Regions from separate parts of the Sus scrofa genome. Here region 1 is linked to region 2. A link is a contact called in public Hi-C data. All regions are on one chromosome and are shown on one strand. The core of a region is the stretch at or near the end of the contact, and the rest is flanking DNA. Distances in the headings are between cores, read along the strand shown.

Region 1 (4,717 bases), core at 2,048-4,547, 91 kb after region 2:
GCCTTTATTGTTTTGCAGGAGATCTTTATATACAGCATTATGGAAATTAGCCCGTTGTAATATGAGCAGCCAAACATTTTTTTCAAGTTTACAATCCCTTTAAAGAGACACTGATGTTATTCCCCCCTAGAGGAATGATAAAATGTAATTGGAAAAAGTGGAGTATTTTAATTTTGAAGTATTTAAATGAAAAGCAAGGGTTCTGGGCTAAACTTACCATTTTTTAAAATGAATAATCCAATTTTATTTGTCTGTTTTGACTTTATAAATGGCTTTGTTTATTTATCTAATCTTTTTAGAGCCACATCCGCAGCATGTGGAGGTTCCTAGGCTAGAGGGTGAATTGGAGCTTTAGCCGCTGGCCTACACCACAGCCACAGCAACACAAGATCCTTAATCCACTGAGCGAGGCCAGGGATGGAAACTGCATCCTCATGGATGTTAGTCAGATTTGTTTCTGCTAAGCCACAGTGGGAACTCCTGGCTTTTATTTTTGTTTTGTGCTTGTAGGCTATATGTTTGGGGTTTTTTGGCCAACCTGCAGCATGTGGAAGTTCCTGGGCCAGGAATGGAAACTGTGCCGCAGCAGTCACAATGCCAGATCCTAAACCCACTGAGCCACTAGGGAACTCCAATCTTACCATTCTTAATTTGCTATTATATATGTTATAAATGCAAATAATCTTAGAAATTTTCATGGAATGCTCTGGAAAACAAGATGCCAAATATAACAATATCAATAGTTAAAAACTGAGTATTTAGCCTGTGTCAGGCATTATTTTAAATCCATGGCATATATTAACTAATTTAATCCTCACAATATCCCTAGGAAGAGGTATGTACAATTTTTTTTTTGCCCCATTTTACACAGTATTAATAAGATACTGAACTGCAGATGTTTTATAGGGCTGGTTTAAGCAATATTAATAAACTCAGAGAAAAAATTCTTTCCTAACTGATAAAGATGTTTTCTTTTTACAATTTTGTTTTCCTTTTTGGTAATGAATGATACCCTGTCCTGGGCTCCTTTTCCCCATCTTCTCAGAGCTTTCTCTTTTTTTCTTTGAAGGGAGACAAAGTGTATATGTCTTTCTTCCGACCCTCATTCATCTCCCCTATCCTTAGTGTCACAGGGATGTCAGACATCTGCAGGCAGGACTGGGAACCAGAGGGTGCTTAGAGCAAGTGGGGAAGGGAAGAGAGAGACATAGAGAAGGGACTAAAGGCAGGGACGGTGAATAAGGAAGAATAGCTCCTTTAGGATAGGGTTTCTTAACATGGGGTACTTTGGAAACCCATGAACATGGATCAGGAAGAGAAATATGCCTTTATTTTTGCTAAAGTCTCTAACAGAAAATTAGCATGTCTTTTCCATTATGAATGGTGACAATACATTAAGTAGTACTAGCAGTATCTGTGATCTTTTCACCAATAGAAAACACAGATATTTTCCTGTTATATGACAATTGTTTAAGATATCTTGAAATATTATTTTTGCTCATTTACTACTTCAAAATTTATGGTGGTCATTAGGTCTGACGTTATCTTATTATTATTTATTTTATTGGAATATAGTTGCTTTTTTTCAGATTCTTTTCCCATATAGGTTATTACAGTTTAAAAAAAAATTTATTTTTTATTTTTAGGGTCGCACCCTGAGGCACATGTAATTACCCAGGTTAGGGGTGGAATTGGAGCTACAGCTGCCAGCCTATGCCACAGTGACAGCAATGCTGGATCCGAGCCGCATCTGTGACCACAGATCATGGCAATTCGGGATTGCAGACCCCCTGAATGAGGCCAGGGGTCGAAACTGTGTCCTCATGCATGCTAGTCGGATTCGTTTCTGCTGCGCCACAGTGGGAACACTGGTTATTACAGAATATTGAGTAGAGTTCGCTGTGCTATACAGTAGGTCCTTGATGGTTATTTATTTTATATATAGTAGTGAGTATGTATTAGTCTCAAACTCCTACTATCCCTCCCCCATTGATCTTATTATTGAATGCATTTACTATAAAGCACATATATTACTATGCTACACTTTAAAAGATATTTTGAAAATTGTATTTTGCTATTACTGGTTTTCTTTGAATTCCTGCATATGTTTATTATGCATTTAAAAACATTCTGAGAAGGGTACATGGTTTGAAAAGGTTAAGAACTCTACTTTTTGGGTATTCTCTTTGTTTTCATTCTTATTGAGTAAGACTAAAGAGGGTCTCTGAAGTGAGTTGTAAGACCTGTGAGGCTCTCATAGTTTTATTATTTTTTTCTTTCCAGAGACCCTCCCTCCCTTAACTTTCATACCTCTGTTGGTAAGAATACTTTCATTATTCTGTTTTTCTTATCTCACGGACTCTCTTTCTGTTTCTTTTCCCACTCCTGACTTTTATTGTGGGTGTCTTTTAAATTTCTATCAGGAGTTTAATCTTTTAGCCTGCCATTGATCACTATATTTAGGTGGAGAGCTCTAAATCTCCCTTATTCCAGATTATCCACCCTTTCCCAAGTTCCATAGCTCTAGTAGCCTCTGGGACACATTCACTTGGTTTTACTACTGGTAGCTGGGACTGGACATATTAAAAACTAAGATTTCTTCCCAATTCTGCATGTTGTCCCACTTTGCCTGGACTACCATCTTATCTGTCCCCCTGGTTTTGCAACCTTATGATTATTTCAAAATTTAAGCCAATTAATTTCCAAAAAATGGGAATCTTTGTGAATGGTACAAAAATCGAAAGCTGCAAAAGGATATGCAGTGAAATGTAAGTCTTGCTCCCACCTGTTCCCCTCAGCTCCCCTCCCAGGAGGAAACCACTGTTACCAGTTCTTAGAGCGATTTTTGATTCTTTCTTATATTGGCTATATCTCAAGCCCTTCCTTGTCTGAGATGTGTGCCTTTTCCTCTCCTGGCTCTCATAACCTTATATCCGGTTGACTTTATATATAAGTATTTGTATGTGTATATTTTATATACATATATGAAATTTCCTCTCATGGCCTTCCGGCCTCAACTTTTCATCATGTAGCTTCCTGGATGAAGAACCTACAAGGGTGAGGGGCTGGGGTTGGGGGTGATGGAGAAGAGGATCTAAAGGGGACTTAGGTGGGGGTTCAGAGTGGCATACTGATGGGAAGCTCTGCCAGCATTTCTATTTCTTTTCCTTCCACCTGAGGCCCCCTTCCAGTCCTCCTATCCAAATGTCTCTTGTTTCCAAGAGCCGAGACAGAGACAGCGAGATAGAGAGACAGAGACGCCAAGGCACCAGCATCCCTCTCCCCCTCTGTCCCGCCCCACCGCTCTGACGGACATCCACCATTAGCCAATGGAGCCCCCGATGTCCCCCGGAAAGGCCAATGAGAGACAGAGGAGGGCGGAAGATTTCCCCGCCCCCACTTCTAGGCTTGGTTGAGCCGTGCAGGTAGGTCCGGGGCCGGGGTAGCCGCCGTTGGCACTGGTGCCCGGGGGGGTGGGGGCACAAGTCGGTAGGGGTGATGGTGGGGAAGAAGAGGCGGCCTCGACCTCTGGAGGCCGAGGGGGCGCCCCGGCCGGGAGGCGGGGAGCCGACGGGCCCGGGGAGCGGGCGCCGCCGAGGGCCCTGGAAACGGCTGGGCTGGGGGAGAGGGGACGTGTGTGTGGGGGGCATAGGGACCCCCGCCCCGCGCCCACCCGCAGGCCTGGGCTGCGGGCTCCCGGCTGAGGGGCCGGGGCCTGGTGCTCAGGGGGCGGGTTGGGCCGGGCCCGGGGATGGGGGCGCCGAGCAGAGCCCGGAGCGCCAGGCCGAGCCGAGGTGGGACGGACCGACGCGGAGAGGACGGGAAGCTGCATCCTGCGGGCCGCCCCCTCCTGAAGCGAGTCAGGGCAACCGCCACAGGCGCCTCTGCTCAGAGCCCACTCTCCTTATCGTCCCCTTCCCAACAATGGGTTTGGGCCAGGAAGGAGTCGCCCCACTGCGGGAAGGTGAGGGGGGTAGGTTTGGGACTAGGGTCCAAGGTGGGGGAGGGGTGGGAACTCGAGCTGTCCCCTTCTCCTCACCGGTTTGCTTTTGCGGTGGAGATCATGGAGTGGCTTAAACCCTCCCGAGACTGGGTCAAGAGTCAAACTGCCCCCCCCCCCACCTAACCCCTCCCCAATCCGACGAGCGGTGAGGAAAGTGATGCCAAGTCTTCGAAGCTGCTGTGATAAACGCATAGCAAGAACAAATCCACTCCAGAGGTTTTATTTTTAATTTTTCTTAGAAATGAGGGTACTATAGTCTTTAAATTTTAAACATTTATTTTAGAGAGGTGGGTGCTGTATTTTTGTCCCTATTCGGGCAAGCCTCCATTTTAAGTAAAACAGTAACTGGTTAAGCTGGAATTTTCATTCAGGCCTAGGACTTGAACAGGGATCCTACAAGAGGTCATTTAATCCATCCTCCTGCCTCCAGACAACCCTGCCTCCCTCCCATCCCCAGAATTAAGTTATTTGGTCTGCTTTTAAAGATCTCTAGGCAAGAAAGATCTCTTATTTGTTTATAACACTTCGATCAAGAATGGATTGTATTTTTCATGTAGAATGGGCTCTGCAACTTAAACTTAAGGAAATTTAGGACAATCAGAATGATCAGAGAGGTTTGATTTATTAAGTGAAATTAAAGGGTCTTTTTTAGGTGATCTATTAACAAGTTACTTTTTAATAGTGCTTATGAAATACCTTGGCTAATCATCTTTC
Region 2 (4,846 bases), core at 1,557-4,056:
ATCACAGAACGGTAGGAGGAAAAGCAGGAAATTGTGATCAGAGATGCCAAAAGAAGGGGATTCAATGAAGAGAAAAGAGAAAGGGGGGGCATGCAAGGTCAGGCAATATAAAGAGAATGAGGCAGAGTACAATTGGGGCAAAAGAAGGGTACAGATAGAGAAGAACTGAAGGAATTCGGAAGAGTAAACTTACTCTGGGCCTTATCAGTGGGCCTACACCTTGCTAAGGATACCATGTCTAGCTTCTTGAATAGTTCCCTAAATGCTGGCCTCCAAATCTGATTGAACATGAAACAGACCATGAATCAGGCTAAGGAAAAGGACAATTTACCATGTTTGGAATAATGCTGATTGTAATTTAACTCCATTTGCCCGCTAAATATATGTGGAGAACAGGTGACAGCAGGATGCCCAAGGGGTTGCTAGATGGTGAGTTTAAGTAGGTCAATCAGGAACAGAAAAGGAAGTGAAAAATGCTCTAAAAGATTCCATCAAAGCACAACTTCAAACGATGTGGCCTTGCTGTGCATGAGTACAAAACCACCAACAGATGTGTTAACCCCGTGAGTAACAGTCAGGAAAGAAATGCTTTGTTTTTTTAGAGAAACGAAAAAAAAGGAGGGACTTTAGGCAAATTCTAAGCTTAAGAGCCAGAGTGCAAGAATCACAGACTCTTTAAATGCTGACTCTAGATACACATTTTCACACAAAAAAATATCATCTTTATGTATCTATCCTGTGTTGTGAGTTCCTACATTTAAATTTACAAGAATCCAGTGTACAAGTACAAGACTTTCACGTGTTGTGTAAAAAAGAGCTGTGCATGTTAAAGGACAGAAAACCAGAGTTCCCGTCATGGCTCAGTGGTTAATGAACCTGACTAGTATCCATGAGGACGTGGGTTTGATCCCTGGTCCCATTCAGTGGGTTAAGGATCTGGTGTTACCATGAGCTGTGGTGTAGGCTGCAGATGCGGCTCAGATCTAACGTTGCTGTGGCTGTGGTGTAGGACCGAAGCTGCAGCTCCTATTCAACCCCTTGCTTGGGAACCTCCATATGCCCTGGGTGCGGCCTTAAAAAAAAAATGACAAAAAACTTAGCATGAACAAACCGTGTCATTGACTGTTATAAAATGCAAATACAACTTTAGTCCACCTTAACAGAAGTAATCCAGAAAATAAAAGCCTGTCCTCTTGCATTCCGAACTCCATTTGAAGAAAATCTGGAGTGCTATGCTCACTTAAAAGCATCACATTTTGGAGTTAACAAACCTGACTAGCATCCATGAGGACTTGGGTTTGATCCCTGGCCTTGCTCAGTGGGTTAAGAATCCAGTATTGCCGTGAGCTGTGGTGTGGGTCACAGATCCCAAGTTGCTGTGGCTGTATCGTAGGCCTGCGGTTACAGCTCTGATGAGACCCCTAGCCTCAGAACCTCCATATGTTGCAGATGTGGCCAGCCCTAAAAAGCAAACAATCAAACACACAATAAAACCCAAATGTTTTCCTTAACCTTAAGGTTACCAAAGAGGGAAGGGAGAGAGAGGGAGAAATTAGGAGTATGGGATTAATAGCTACAAACTACTCTACACAAAATAGATAAGCAACAAGGATTTACTGTATAGCACAGGGAACTATATTTGATATTTTGTAATAAACTATAATGGCAAACAATCTGTAAATATATCTGCATCACTTTGCTGTTCACCTGAAACATAATATTGTAAATCAACTATACTTGAATTTAAAAATATTGCAAAGACTTTTTCTTATCTACCAAAAAATAAAGTTTTGATAGTTCCCTGTTCACACATTCTGGGGGGAAAGGGAGCAGGAAGTAAATTTGAGAACCTCTTAGAGTTTGTTAGACACAGTCACATACTTTAATGCATTTAGTTCTCTTAATTGCTTTTTTTTTTCAGACTAAGGCAACAGAAGTTCAGGGAGGTTGTGACTTGCTTAAGGACCTAATACAATTTAGTGCCAGAGATAAAATTCAAAACTAAGCCTCTGAATTTCCCAATACACCACAATGCCTCTATCAAGAATAAAAAACTCTTCCCTCCTGAGATTTTTCCATGATCTGGCCACCTAAATAATCATTTCCAGTTAACGTACCAGATCTCATTCTACTTCCTTCTATTTTCTCCTTTCTTCTAATTCTACCCATCCTTCGAAACCAGTCTGAAACTTCCTCATCTCAATCCTAATTAATTTCCCTTTCCTCTCTTCTGAATGCTCACATCACCATATAATGTACTATTCTTTGTTACATTAGTTTTCCGTTAAATAGACAATAATCTCTTTGAGGACCGGGGTCCTACAAAATCTTCGGGGGTGGCAATCCTTCCAATTTCCTATTTTCCTTTTGAGCCTTGAATAGATAGTTCTGGAATGAATGAATGACCTAAACTCAAAATACAGATAATTCTTGTTTAACTAAAGTCAACCCCAAACTCTTGGGTTTAACCCTTTGCTTAATCTGCAGCGCACCAATTAATCCAGCAAGGTTGAGCGGAGAAGCAAGGCGGCCACCGGGTCACGTAACGATCCCAGCTGACTCCTGCAGCCATGCCCAGCCTACTGGTTGCGGATTGGGCGTGCCCTAGGGTGGCCCATGGGGGGCGTGGCGTGCGTGAGTGAAGGCATGGCGTAGAAGTGGAACCTACGCACTGGGTTACACTCGGTAATCTCCGGTAATCCTCGACAATTTCCGGCAACGGTCTCCTCCTCCGTCGATACACCTCGGGTATTTCCGGTTTCCTTCGGTCATTTCCGTCTGGCTCCCGCCCCGGTCTCTCCACTTCGGGTTTTTCCGTGTCCCTTTCGGAAGTACTCGGCAATCGCTCGGCCTCCCCCATCCCCCGGTAACGGTCGCTGGTGAGTTTAAATGAGCCGGGGCTGGCCGGGCCGGAGCCGCTACGGGGGGGGGCCTGAGGCACTGCAGAAAGTGGGCCTGAGCCTCAAGGATGACGGTGCTGCAGGAACCCGTCCAGGTAATGGTAACCCCCTTCGCTGAGGCTTGGCTCGCAGCCTTGGTCTGGAAGCAGCGTATGGCCACTTCGCGGCCTGGTGCGGCCTAGGCCCGGCTGCTTCTCCCGCCTCCCCTCTCGCCGGCTTCTGCCTGTCTTCTCGTCAGTTCCGAAGCCTTGCCCGCAACCTAAGCCGTGTTACCTCTGGCCCTACATTACTTCTTCCCCCAGCAGGAGCGGGGTTCGTTGATAAGACCCCCTTTCCCTTCCAGGCCAACGTCGAGCGAACCCCTTCTGTCAGTCTGGGGGCCGGGCCCGGGACGGGTTTGGGATGAGGGGGCGGAAAACTAGCCCCAGGTGCTCTCTTGCCTGAAGATGATTGGGAAGCATATTTGATCAGCGTTTGCAGGATCTTCATAATGGTGGGGCAAGTTTGCGGGGAGAGTGTTGTTTTTGATTTTGTTTTTGTTTTTTTGTGAGTAGGTGGAGGGAGGGTAGGATCGGTGTTTTTAATACTAATTTCTATTTCGGTGACAGACTTTGTAACCCACGTTGCTTTTCTCGCCCAGTAAACTTCCTTCTGGACAATGATTTCCGTCGAGAACTCCAAGGCCCGGTGCTGAGATGCAAGCACCTATTAAAGGGGAGAGGGTGGAAACGGCAAGTTGGGTTTTTTCCATGACCTATGATGGGAATCAGGAGTGTTTTATTGTACGTGTTTATAAGGCGTTCAGGAAATGAAAGGCAGATAATGATTTTTCCGTCCGTACCACACCAAGGTATGTTTTGATGCAAAGTGCTCCATTGGCTTGGAAGGAACCCTATTGGATTTTAAGTGTGTGATGATGCAGTGCCAAGTCATTCCCCCCCCCCCCAAGACATCTGAAGAAACTGAATCTTTTGTCCCTTGGTGATGGACCAGGTCTGGGAGACTTTATGCCTACCCTATGATCTTTGAATTGATTAAAAGAGTTGACCTTTATCAACTACTGTCTTTGAGTCAGGGACTTTCTTTATTTTGAAGTTAAAAAAAGAAACCAATTTTAGAAGTTCTTTCATATTGCCCTTAATAGGCCTATTCACTACTTACTATTGGTATCACATAGTAAAAAATTTAATACATCACTCCTTCCATATTTCCTTAATTTTTCTTCACAGGATGAAATACTATTTTCTCCTAGTTGGCTCTTTCTCTAGCTCTTTTCTGTATAGCAACTATTAGTTTTTTAGTTAATATAATGTGAGATTCTATCCTGGAAGTTTACCTGTTTTTACATTATACTGGTGCTTTCAAAGCTATTTCCTTCCATCACTTTTCTCTTACTAGTAAAGAGTCCCTTTTTAAGATTTTTTTTTTGAAGCCTAACATGAAATTGGAAGTTACTGTCTGTACCTTTTTAAATGGATAAGCAAATCACTTAAATCGTTTAATTTCTGCTTCAGATTTTTGTAATTTCAATAATTAATGATATATTTTCCTTCTCTGGTCCCCAAACCCTTCTAAAATGATAAACTAGTTTTATTACTAACCTATAACAACTATTTATTAACAATTTAAACTTACATAAAAACATAAAGAAAATATGTAGCCAATTCCTTGATAGTACCAATCGAGTTTCCTCTTTTTCTTTAAAGTACTCTTAACTCTAAAGCATTTAGGGTATTTTTAAGGCTTAAAAGTCAGATTTGTCTTGGAGTTCCCATCCTGGCTCAGCAGTTAGCAAACCCAGCTAGCATCCATGAGGACACGGGTTCAATACCTGGCCTTGCTCAGTGGGTTTAGGATCCAGCATTGCTATGAGCTGTGGTGTAGGTCGCAGACGTGGCTTGGATCCCACATTGCTGTGGCTGTGACATAGGCAGGCAGTTGCAGCT

What was found. Hi-C and Micro-C count contacts between places; a contact is called where the count stands out from the background.
Region 1: a contact with region 2 is called in a Hi-C map of embryonic fibroblasts, with 2.6 times the contacts expected there. The contact joins the promoter of KANSL1 here to the promoter of CDC27 in region 2. A contact is called at or near these places in 5 of 47 Hi-C or Micro-C datasets (blood, embryonic fibroblasts, fetal heart ventricle and 1 more) and 1 of 2 datasets of contacts at active chromatin or transcription factors (alveolar macrophages).

Annotation. Positions count from the first base shown.
Region 1 is chr12:16,898,314-16,903,030 of Sscrofa11.1, forward strand. KANSL1 (KAT8 regulatory NSL complex subunit 1) reads left to right here and starts at 3,298. Exons shown (of 15, transcript XM_013989925.2): 1 at 3,298-3,425.
Region 2 is chr12:16,808,062-16,812,907 of Sscrofa11.1, forward strand. It overlaps CDC27 (cell division cycle protein 27 homolog), which reads left to right and starts at 2,807. Exons shown (of 19, transcript XM_003131307.5): 1 at 2,807-2,995. The coding sequence starts at 2,969.